Regions from separate parts of the Mus musculus genome. Here region 1 is linked to region 2. A link is a contact called in public Hi-C data. All regions are on one chromosome and are shown on one strand. The core of a region is the stretch at or near the end of the contact, and the rest is flanking DNA. Distances in the headings are between cores, read along the strand shown.

The links. Hi-C and Micro-C count contacts between places; a contact is called where the count stands out from the background.
Region 1: a Hi-C map of the N1E-115 cell line shows a contact between it and region 2, with 3 times the contacts expected there. The contact joins two enhancer-like sites. A contact is called at or near these places in 3 of 484 Hi-C or Micro-C datasets (the N1E-115 cell line, embryonic stem cells and myocytes).

What each region holds. Positions count from the first base shown.
Region 1 is chr14:117,877,192-117,883,208 of GRCm38.p6, reverse strand. All of the region lies in intron 5 of Gpc6 (glypican 6), which reads right to left. Among named protein-coding and RNA genes, the nearest start is that of Gm52110, 30 kb to the left of the region's middle. Within about 2 kb of position 1,653, at least 8 of the 459 cell types and tissues checked have an H3K27ac peak or open chromatin away from gene starts, as enhancers often do. A contact at or near this core is called in the N1E-115 cell line, where this site is marked.
Region 2 is chr14:117,144,689-117,151,046 of GRCm38.p6, reverse strand. The region is part of intron 1 of Gpc6 (glypican 6); the gene reads right to left. It overlaps Gm52112 (a long non-coding RNA gene), which reads right to left. Exons shown (of 2, transcript XR_003951116.1): 1 at 1-6,358. Among named protein-coding and RNA genes, the nearest start is that of Gm52112, 20 kb to the right of the region's middle. Within about 2 kb of position 4,731, at least 20 of the 459 cell types and tissues checked have an H3K27ac peak or open chromatin away from gene starts, as enhancers often do. A contact at or near this core is called in the N1E-115 cell line, where this site is marked.

The sequences.
Region 1 (6,017 bases), core at 404-2,903, 740 kb before region 2:
TGATTTGCCATATTAGCTTGTAGATAATAAGACAACATGTAATCTATCGGTTAGAAAAGGTGTTTAGAAAACATGGGGTTCCTTGGGTGGGTGGCAAATGGAACTCCTGGACATAAATATGGAATTTTCTTGTTTTCTGAGATTTCTTCAATAGCAGTATGAGCACAGGGGGCCCAGTCTAGGTTAGTATAAGCAGCCTGGTAGCCTAGGCACCCCAATGTTTTATATTTCCAACAAAAGAAGAAATAGATAAGAGTTAATAGTACGATAGATAGGATCTGACATTAAATGAGAGCTAGGTGGTCAAGTGATCAGAGCTGGAGATGCAAGCTTAGATTCTAAGGTGGTTTCTAAAGTCCTAAAACTGTGTTCATGAAGGGAAAGTAGAGAGACAGTGTCTGCTGGAGGGAACCTATGCTGTGTGAACAGGGTGGCTTCTCTGAGCCCTGTCCTCCTCCTCTCTTCAGTAGGCACAATTTACCACACCAGCATCGGTTGTGGTCACATGAAGCAGGGGACACACAAGCCAGTATCTAGACACACAAGTGCTTGGTGATCGTTCTATAATTACGTCAGTCCATAACTCACACTTCCTGTAAGTTCTGCCTTAGTGAAAAAAAATGTGACGGGGAAGACACCTGACCTGACGCTTCTTTCATTCTGTCTTTTTATCCCAGATGTTAATGTTTATTTTTACTTATGTGCCTGTGTGTGGTTTTATGCTTGGGAGTGCAGTGCCCACAAAGGCCAGAAGGTGGCACTGGATCACCTGGAGCTGAAGTTAAAGCTACTGAAGCACCCCCAAGGTGAGAGTCAAATTCAGGTCCCCTGGAAGAGCAGCAAGCATCCTTCCTTATCCACTGGGCCACAGCGCCAACCCCTGACCTGTAGTTTCCACACAATATGATCTGTAAGGGCTCAGAGATGTGCAGAAGCAGCAGAGTTCCTGTATTGAATTAGGAGCATTCACAGCTACTTCATGCTGAAACGTGTTTCGATGTGTTCGTGATGTAAGTTGTGGGGTTCCTCTAGGAACTTCCACCCCTGAGATGAGGATGGCTCAGACTTGCTAAGAGAAATGAAGTTCTGATAGAATTGCCTCCAAGGTTTGTGCTACCACTCGTCAGTTAAAGTTTAAAATAAAAAGCCTTCTCTCTCTCTCTCTCTCTCTCTCTCTCTCTCTCTCTCTCTCTTACAAGAAAATAGAAGTTTGTAGAAGGTATAAAACACATCTTTAGGCCGACCTTTTTCAACACTTTTAAAACTAGCATCTGGGTTCCCTTCTGCCCAGTTCATTCTAAGGGATAATTAGATAATTCCAGAAAGTATTCAGAACCTTTGGTATGGACAAGTGCTGTGAATATTCAAAGGGATCAGCTTTCCTCACTAGCTGTCTCAAAAGACACGCGGGCTTTAGGGAGCTCTCTGCCTCATGGCTCCTCTCCCTTAAGAGGATTACAAAGATAATATCTCAGAAGTCTATCGGTCTTCTGAGATGAAAGACACTGGCATTAAGATGGAGAGTGCTGGACAATGAGACATTTTATTGTTTTATAGGCAAGAGAAGGGGAAGGAGGGGGGAGCAGCAGAGTAAGAGATGTGTTGTCGGTTTGCAAATGTATTTAGAACTGGAATGTATTGACATAGTTCTCCTAAACAAGTACACTGTTCACCTTTTTCAGAGGTACACTTGCGGCTAGTGGCTAGTTTCCCCGTCTTCTCGGTCTCTGCCTTCTCTTTGCTGCTTTGATAACATATTCGCCAGAGTCATTATTGGCAACTTGAGAGGCAATGTTTGTGGATAGTCTCTGTGTGGGACTAATCTCATCTCCCCACTTTCTTCTCAGCTAAGTCAGAGAAGCCACGGTTAACTGTGCTGTCTTGAAATCTGTGAGTTGAGCTCTGGTGGTTTAATTAAACACAGGCATCCCTTCATGCTGTCTCAATTCACTCGGACTGGGGGTTTTGAGACTGTTTTCTTCATCTAGGAGATTCTAGTTTGTATTACCACCCTAGAGACCACACTGTTTGCTGGAAGAATAACTGGAGAATTTCAATCTATTACATCGAAGCCCAAGGAAACAAGGAGCCAGCATGTCTGCACAGGACTGTGTGTAATGGATCCAGTTGTGGCCATTACTTTCACAACGGACAGCGGAGAGGTAATAGACAAGTGTTCAGGAGACTTGAAGTGCTACGGCGAAATTCCTTCGACCGGGTCATCCATTCATAACAGGAACTTTTGTAGTTCTACAGGCTGTGAAGTGTAGGGTTCAGGGACCAGGCAATCTGTAGATGACACTGTCTGTCCGTCCTTAGCAGATAGACTGGTGAGAGGCCTCCTCAGACCTCCTTTATAAGGGACAACTCCAGTAATTACATCTTGAGGTTCCAGGGGTTAACTTCTGACCATAGCAATAGTCACTAAGAAGAGTCTCAAAATGTGGAAAACTAGCTCCAGTACTTCATCTTAAACTTGGGACAACATGGCTTCCCAATTTTCAAAGCCATTTTGAAGATAACATATGATGCCTAGAGAAGACACTGAAAAAAGTGAAGTGAAAAAGGTAGATTATTTTCACTGACACGATCTACAGTCATATGGGTTATGGAGCTAGGGTGGACAGTTTAAGCTTTATAGGCAACGGTCTCTTCCAAACCAAGGCTGGGACATTTCTTCCTCTGCCTGAAGAGCTAGAGGGAGCCATGCGTTCACATGAAACAAATTGCTGCCATATTTACTCAATTTACTATGTCAAGGTAAAGCAGAGTTTAATAAACAGCTTTACTAAAGTTAGCAGCTAGAATAAAAAATTCTAGTTCTTGATCATTTGATGAGTTATTTGCTAAAATTAACAGTCCATACAGAAAATGGAAAATCTCACTTACAAAATAGTCCAATGGGACATCTCGTTGGCAGACGAAGCTAAGAGCCACAGGCTCTATGCCTACAGTGGTTCCCCAAATGTTACAGAAGGCCAGTGCTGAATTTTAAGAGTATTTTGTCTACCTATACAACTGTGATGTTTCTTCCGCTTTTTTTTTCCTTGAAAAAAAAAAAAAACTTCATGACTCCTCTTTGGCATATTCAAATTGCTTTTATCACTGCTCTTGTGCTTTGGGGCCATTTCTGATTAAAATAAGAGGTCCTTTTCTTTTTAAATATAAACACTGTAATAGTGACAGCCACTCTATAATGAAGGAGCCTGTGAAATGTATAGCAGGTAGGTAGAATATACAACCTTGATACGCCAAGAAAAGGTGTAATTCCTGTCCCTGGCATGATGGAGCAGGGCAATGGAACATGTCACCATGCTCCCTAAAGTGACGCGCAATTTAAAACTTGTCGATCGGTTTCTTCTGGAATGTTTACTTTAAGCTTTTTGGACAGCAATGGACTGTGAACAACTAAAACTTAAAAAAAAAAAAAAAAAAAAAGTGAAACCTGAGTGGATTGGAGTGATTGTGTGACTAGGTTCATGGCTCGGCCAATGGCATTGGTAATATCAAAACGGCAGGTAATTTGGACTCGTCATCAAGCTACCGTTCCCAATATCATCATGGTCTGGTCAACTCGCTGGCCAGCAACACCCCTCCACTGCAGCAGCTGAATCCTCTCCCTGCTGGCCGTCATCCAGATCATGCGACATGGCGCACAGCCAAGGGCATTTCCTCAGGGTAACAGTGACAGCCCAGTGTTTAAGAATGCATACAGCCGTAGCAGAAGGTTGTTGGCAGCAGCCACATAGATGCCCCCTTCAGGCTCCTGTGGGTACTGCACTCATCTGGGAATACCCTTACACAGACACCCATAAACAAAATTGAAGTAATTCTTTGATGAGATATGGTGACTGAAATGTGTTTGTGTAGGGGCATTCACATATCAACGTAGATAAACGGGAGTCACTTGAAATATTCCCCCAAACATCTCATCAACGTCAGCAGCAAGAAGACTTGCACTAATAAATTAACTTTTCCTTAGAGTTTACATCCACGCATTCTCCTTTCTGGTTCCTAACAGCTTTCTGCTAATATCTTAAGACACGTGTTTCTGAATACATCTGAGTGATTTTGATAATTATTTCTTTCTTTGGTTTAAGATCTTTAGATTAACGATACAAATGTTCTAAGTTCCCAGCTTCTCACTGTTATTTATGTTAGCAAGTCTCTTCCTGGATTGCCTTCTCTAGGAAGACGGGTTTTCACCCCATCATTTCAGAACACTCTCCTTTCTCTTTGTACGCCTGCTCTGTCTTCTCTCCTCTCTCATCATCTTTCCTTCCAATTTCTCGTGTTTTTCTTTCCTTAAAGATTGATTGCGCTGGTTTCCCCTGGCCAACTTCTCTGGCAGGTCTAAGTTCCTGGATGGATTCAGTGCCCTTTTAAGAGAATTCCCAATTCTGAATCGAGTCAAGTCATCAGTTTTCATTTTGGTCACTTTTTACTGGCTTCCTTTTTTTTTTTCTCAAAAGCTGGCTGCCATGTATATTTTAAGGTTTAAACAATTTTACTTCCAAAACGTAAACACCTTGGTTCCAGGGGATCTGTCAGATGCCTCTTAAAATCTTTTCTTCAATAAAAACAAATTCTTTCCATTTGCTTGAGAATTTTTTTTTAACAGTTGTGCATTCCTGAGGCTGCAGGATATCTTGATATTCTTTCCAAATGAGCAGAGGGCAGAGTTTCAAGGAATCGAACATAGCATATTATAGTGTATGGAGAGAGAGAAAAAATATCCCACTTCTCTCTGCCTGGTTAAATGATTGTTTCGCATGCTCTTTGTTTGCAAGGCTGAAAGAACTTCTTTAGTGTCACTTGGCAGATTGTAAGTAAACACCAGCACCATATCAGCCTGGTCCTGAGCCATTCATCTACTCTACGATTGAGCAAATACATATTTGTTCAAAGTAACAAAGTGTTACTTTGGTCAAAATTAAGTGGCACAGATAGGTCTTTTGTACATGTATCTGCTCTTGTGAGCATTCCGACAAGAGACCAGGGAATCAGAATGCTATGAGCATAAAGAGAACGCCCACAAGGAGCAACTGGTCCAAACCAGGGACTCCAGCAGCTCCGTAGAACAGCAGTGCTAGGACCAGCGAGCGAGTGCTTACTGGTGATGAGCTGTCTTGAGGCATTTCTAGTAACTTTGCAAATAAGTTGCTAATAATGACTATTAAAAGCTAAGTTTCCGCCGGGCGGTGGTGGCGCACGCCTTTAATCCCAGCACTTGGGAGGCAGAGGCAGGCAGATTTTTTGAATTTGAGGCCAGCCTGGTCGACAAAGTGAGTTCCAGGACAGCCAGAGCTATACAGAGAAACCCTGTCTCGAAAAACCAAACCAAACAAAACAAAAAAACCCAAAAGAACAAAAAAAAGTTTCCAGCTGGAGAGATGGCTCAGTGGTTAAGAGCACTGTCTACTCTTCCAGAGGTCCTGAGTTCGAATCCCAGCAACCACATGGTGGCTCACGACCAACCATCTGTAATGGATCTGATGCCCTCTTCAGGTGTCTGAAGCCAGCTACAGTGTACTCATATACATACAATAAATAAATCTCTTTTTAAAAGTTAAGTTTCATATACTTACAATCACATAAATTATACTCTATAAAATATATATGTAACATATATATGTACATGCATATGTATATGTATATATGGCAGGAGTAATCTACCATGCTGTGTCACTCTGCTCAATGACATCATGCCTAGGTTCGCAACCAGCCATACCGTGGGTATTTACACCAAGAAAACTGGCAAGTTTTTCAAGTAGAAGTTTTTTCCCAAAGAGGTGAATCCTTATACAATCTAAAACCTTTAAGAAGCATGCAATGCATCTGACAGACATCCTGGAACCAAACTGTTTAAGCTTTGGAAGACAAATTGTTTAAGCCTTAAAGCATACATGGCAGCCAGCTTTTGAAGAAAAAAAAAATCAAAGACAGTAAAAAGTGACCAAAACAAAACCTGGTGACTTGACTCAATTCAGAATACACAGACTCCGAGGCGAGTCCTT
Region 2 (6,358 bases), core at 3,482-5,981:
AAATGAGCAACACATACTTTAGCTAAGGGGGAAACAATGCCAATGCCATCCAGCACAGTTAATGAGATGAGTCCTGTCAAGGGAAGGGAAGAGTACCATGGGGCTGGACTCTTGGGGAAGGTATCCTCATGGATGTTGCTCTCAAAGGGAAGCTGCTCAGCTCAGAAATACTCTTGCCCTGGCCTTAGATTCAATCTAACAATTTCTTAACTCTGACTTAATTTTCGGAAGTGAAGTCAAAGGCTGGTTTTTCTCAGCTACAGTATTGATCATAGAAACACAGCTTGGGAAAGACAGCAAACAAACACAAAAATAACTGACATTCTAAGTACTCCGTATTAAACACAGCTGATGGATAGCTTTATTTGGTGATACTCAGACTTATGACAAGTAAACCCCACGTAGAACTGATTGAGCAAGGACAGCTGAATAAAGAAAGCCAATCTGACAAAGTAGTCATTGCAGAAAGCGCGAACACTGAGGGCCTGCTAGGACTCTACACTAAGCATGAGGGTGGGACTTAGTCCATAACAATTAGTGAGGTTTACGTCTGCTATCTTCAAGGCTAACAAATAAAATCCCATTCTCTTAAATTTTGTCTAATACCGTTCCACTTCTGGATTATTTTGAGAATATCAACAATAACAGAAGTATTATCAATTCAACCACTGCTATGTAAAAACATAGGGGATATGGCAATCTCTGAAAATTACTTATTGTTCCCCAGTTAGAGAGAGAAGGGTGAAGAGCAGAGAGATGAGTTACCAGCTGAGTCCGCTCCGAGCAGAGGATTGAACAGTGGGTTCTGGAATCCCATGTTCATGGTCAGGATTCTGAGTGGAGCTACTTTTCAACAGAGAGTAAGGGACATTCCTACTTGAGGGATCTTCCTCACGGTGTGGTCCTGCCCACTACCATTTCAGATCTCGCCTGGACTGAGATATGATTGGATAAATTGTTAATCTATTAGTCACAGAAGGCGCAGCCCTTCCCTCATGGAAAACTGTCCCCATTTGGTAAGAAGCTCTGTCCTCTGAGTTTTGTTTTTTCTTCCTGGAAATAAGGTGGCTTAAGAAGAAGGGTTTAGGAGAGTGTTTGAGCTATAACTTCACATAAAGCACAGGCACAAAGGAACAGAGACGCCCGAACTTCCTTGTACATCAGTTACCGTGGGCGCCCAAGTGACTGAGTGCTCCTAAGCAAAGGAAAAATCTAAGTGTCTATTTCACCATTTCTTACTGAATAAATTACTGAATAAATTAACAAGAAGTTACAGTGGCCTCAGAAACAAAATTCAGGGTGTGAGGGGAATGCTTAGCAGATTCACACTTAGACATGTCCAAATGTCACATATTACAAAAGTTACTGACATTCTCGAGTAGTAAGGAAACTTTAACCCCCAGTCTTGCTTTTTCTAAGGATTAATTAGAATATAAGAAAAGTGATATCAAAAACAGCATGATCTTATATGTGTGTATAAATATATATCTACTTTTCATGAATCAAGTACATCTTGATCATTGAAAAAAGCCACATTGGCACCTAGTTTTGAAATAATGAAGGAAGATTTCACACCAACACAACAAACTGATTGAATGTAAAAGAATATTGAGACAGTCATCTTTCCTGAATAATCACTTATTTTATTTTTGTTTTGAAGTGTTGAAGATAGAAGTCAGGCCCTTGTTCCTGGTGGCCTGGTGACCTATATACCAATATAGCTATTATTAACCTTGGGACTTCAACAGTGGCCTTTTAATCATTTTCATGAAGACATAAGGATAATTTCAGGTTGTGTAGGGAACTCTCACTTGGTAAAACAATAAAAAATACCACCAAATCGCTTCCAAGAAATTTCTAGTATTGACAAGATTTCTGGTATTCATATTTTATACAATGAAAAAAATTGTGCTAGCAAAGCAGGGCTTACCTTGTGTTAAATGTTGAGTGCATGCATGTGCACAAGGCTCACTTCACAGAAGAGATGGTACTAATAGACTCTGTGGAATTGAAAGTGTTTTCCCTTGATAAAGGTCTGAGCTAAATGAACACATTTTCAATATAAAATCCAAAATTGAAGAACTCATGTGTTCAGACATTGTGCTGGTAACAAGAGTAAAGTCTAACATCAGGTGATTCAAAACCTCTACTTGTTTTCAAATAGAGCACATTATTGTATAAATCATGTTTAAATTGGAAGGAGTGTTAGAAGTAAGTGTATTACCTAATTTCTGTGAGCCGTGGCAAGAAATAATTAGATCTAGTGATTAGGCACATTTTACATAAGCCTACTAATAAGAATTTGGCAAGTTCAGTATGGATCTCAATGTGGACAGGACCAATATTTGCCTTTGATACCAATTCTACCACATAGTGTATCACCTCTGACAACTGACTTTTACCAATCTAAGCTGTACAGAAAGAAATCATACATGTCCTTCCTATACAACACACTCAAGAGTGACAATATCAAGAGCCTTTAGAATCACAATCAGGAATCAGGGTTTTAGATCTATTTATCTGGTAGATTTCTGAATGGAAGAACGAAATTATACGAGACATCAGTAGGGAAGGAAGGAAAAATAGACTTCTAATTAAAACTGAACTGATCATGTTTTACCATTTTTATAATGTTACCTTGTGATTTAAAATACTCTAGCCTTAGTGTCTCCCTTTCCGTCTGGCCTAGCCTCCCAGTTTCTTCATTGCATGCTTATTTTCATGAAAACAGACTTAAAAAATATTTACTGACTCCTTGGATTAGACTCTATCTAAAGCATTATTTCTCCCCTTGTGACATATAGCCTGCCAATGTGGAAATCCCTGTGGAGAATGTGGAGAGTGGTGGCAGTGTTAAGTTCTCTGATGACATGGCTTAAACAGGATTCCGAGATCAAGTGAGGTGATGGTCAGTTGCTGTGCTCCATTGTGCCCACAGAGTCTCAATTAGCTCGATCGTGTGCACAGATTCTACATCCCTGCATTTTTCTCTGCTCACTTCACTGATTATCTAATTGATGAAAACATATCCCTCATTGTGTATGATGGAACTTAACTCAAACATTCACTCTGTATAGTAACCCTCCAATTCAAGCAATTTACTATGGAGAAAACAATTCCGCAGAACACATGCAGTTAAGGACAGCTCCTGTTTTCATCATTTCCTGTTTCTCATTTCTAATATATTACTAAATTAGAGGCCATTTTCTGCTGCTGTGTTAACCTCTTTCTTCTTTCCTCTCAGAAATTTTTAGTGTTCGTTCAATCCTTAATATATGTTGTATTTATTGATTGATTGATTGATTTGTTTGTTCATTCATTCATTCTTTTAGTTAGTAATATTGCTCAGAGACTAACGTAATTAAAAAGCATATTATTTTATTTGTTATATTTGGACTTGCTAGACAAGTTTAACATCTTAGGCCATGCTAGCCTGAAACGCACTCTGAAGTCCAGACTTCCCTCCAGCTCATGGCAACCCCTTTGACCAGAGCTTCTGTGTTTGGGCATGGGACTGAGCCACCACCACTCTGGGTGAGATGCATGGCATGTGTAAGTTTGTTGTTTTTTAAGAATTCAAAGGAGAGCAGGGATGGGGTAGTTCGGAAAGTATCAGTCTTCTGTCCTTGAATAACACTATATCAGACAGAAGGGAGCTAAATAGAAAATGGTATCTTTCCAACTTTTAAGAGATTATATCCTGTATTTATTATTCTAATGTGCAAATGTCACTACTATCTGCCAAACATGCCAAAAACTCTCAGAAGCTTTATCGGAGAAGACAATGCATATCATATAGTCAGTGAGTTTCTCAGCAATGAATTGGCTAATTTTCATACAATGGTAAGAGCTTGCATTATTTATACTTAGAATTCTTTCTAGGTCTTCTCAGCTCAAATACCCCCACCCCAATACATACCATGTCTACGTAAAGACAGACTCTAGAATCAGGGCATGGAATATGCATGGAGGAACATCTATAGGAGACATTCACACCTACCTCGGGTACCACTGGATCTTACTTCCTAGCATATGGGAGAGTCAAAGCAGGAGAGAGAGACTGGTCTAGCAGTATAGGGAGGAAACTTGGAAAGCAACCTTTTCCTTAGGCACAATCTGGAAATGTTCTGGGATTTGTCCTGGCCAGTGGCCAGCAATGCCAGAGTGCTTGAGGGCTTAAGTTTCTCGTCTGGTTTCGCACTGCCTTTCTTTTCATTTTACACAGCTGCTTAGAAAGCTACATGTGCCAGCCTGGTCTACAAAGTGAGTTCCAGGACAGCCAGGGCTGCACAGAGAAAACCTGTCTCGAAAAGCAAAAAAAACAAACAAACAAAAAAGAAAGAAAGAAAGCTACATGTGAGGGTGTGACCAAAACTATAGGCTACCCACTCATTCCATTAAGTAAACAGCTCATAGATCTGAAACTTCAGAAAAGGAAACTTCGCAACTGCCCTTCCTTAGGTATTAAAATATATGAAAGGAAAAGATGATATATTCAAGAGGCCTTGTAAAGAAAAACTATTTCCTCTTGGTCAAAACTGTAGAATCTGAGTTCTATCTCTGGCCAACTTATGTGACCTTGGAACCCTGCATGAGAGTCAATGTAGCTGGACCTGTCAGTCACTTCCTGTGAGGACCAACCCTTAGGAAAGCTGAGTCACCTGAAGACACGCTAAGCAGTGAGAGGAGTGATTATCCTACCATCACAATCCATGCTCAGTTCCCAGAAGCCCCTCCCGCAATGAAGCTTTTTATAGACATCCTGCCATATGCACTCGGAAGCATGCCAGCATCTCTGAGCTTCTAACTAAAAACTGTAACGACCTCTTTCTCTTCTTTGCATCACTCCCTTGAATACCAGCCAAAAGCCAATGACTGCTTTGCCTGACACTCTGGGCTTTTCCACTTGAAGTGAGTCCTGCCCTTCTGCACTGCAGCTGTTTGCAGACATCCATTGCCGAATTACCACCTTTCCTGAACTTTTATGTAGAAGGCATAGCTAGCTCCTTGGCCCTTACAAAGGAGGCATTACAATACTGAGATGATTCAGTGGTTCATGGAGTAGGAGATCAAGCCTAAAGACGGACAATCAATTCTCAGGACTCCATATGACAGAAGGAAAGAACTGATTCCAACAAGCTGTTCTCTGATCTTTGTGCCCATGCTGTGGCACGCATGTGAGCATACATACATAAAACAAAAACATATATATACAAATTGAAATTAAAATGTAAAAACTCAGTTGTGAGATGGTAGTGGCCTGGAGTGGCGAGCTAATTGAGGCCTGGAACAATGTTTCTAAAAGCAGGGATCAGTAATGTGACCCAGTGGCAAAATCCCTGCTTAGTACAGCATAGGGGGCAAAATACAATTTTTTACATTTTAAATCTATGAAATAAAAATCTCATGTCTTCAATATGGACAGGATGCTTCAATATGGCTCATAGTACTTAAAATAGTTACAATCTTGGCCTTAACAAATACCTTTGCTCATTTCTACATTAAAGGTCCTCCCATACCCACACATACAAATGGATTCTGAAAAGCAACAGGATAGCACTATGTCCTGGCCATATTGCAGACATGGACTCCAGTGCTGTAATTCAGCAACCATCACAGGAATTACATTAAAAAAGTGTGGGCTAAATGGGACAATACATAAACCCATACCTACTCGTGATAAACTGCCATGATGGACTAAGGAAGACCAGGAAATGGCGACATTAAAGGGAAGCAAATCAATAGATTGATTACAAAAGTGTCTTTGGAGTTAAGGATGTTGCTCAGCGGTTTAACGCCAGCATCCCTGAAAACAAGTTGCTCTCTGCCTCACAATTTTGCTGAGGTCCAACCTTTTGTGTATCAACTAGTCAGCATGTGTTTGACCTCTTCTCTTTAAGTTACTTCTTTCCTAATGCATCATTCTATGTCATCTTTGGGAGGCGCTATCTCAGTTTTCAGGTCCAACACACACGTGTCCACATGGATGAAGACTGCAAAATTTAAACAAAATACCAAGTGTCATTCACTTTTATGTTCATGTCAACATTTTGAAAATTCAGGAGACACTTAATGAGGAAAGTCAGACAAGGAGTTTCTGTTCAATATATCAGGGCCTTCAACTCCAGTGCCTTCGGATAAGAGCAGATGCTCTCATCCTGATTCCCCACCAGTCATGGTTTGTGTATTCTATGTCCAGGAAGTGGCACTATTAGAAGATGTGTCCCTGTTCCAGAAGATGTGGCCTTTTTGGAGTTGGCATGGTACTGTGGGTGTGGGCTTTAAGACTCTCATCCTAGCTGCCTGGAAGCTAGTCTTCTGCTAGCAACCTTCAGATGAAGATGTAGAGCCCACAGCT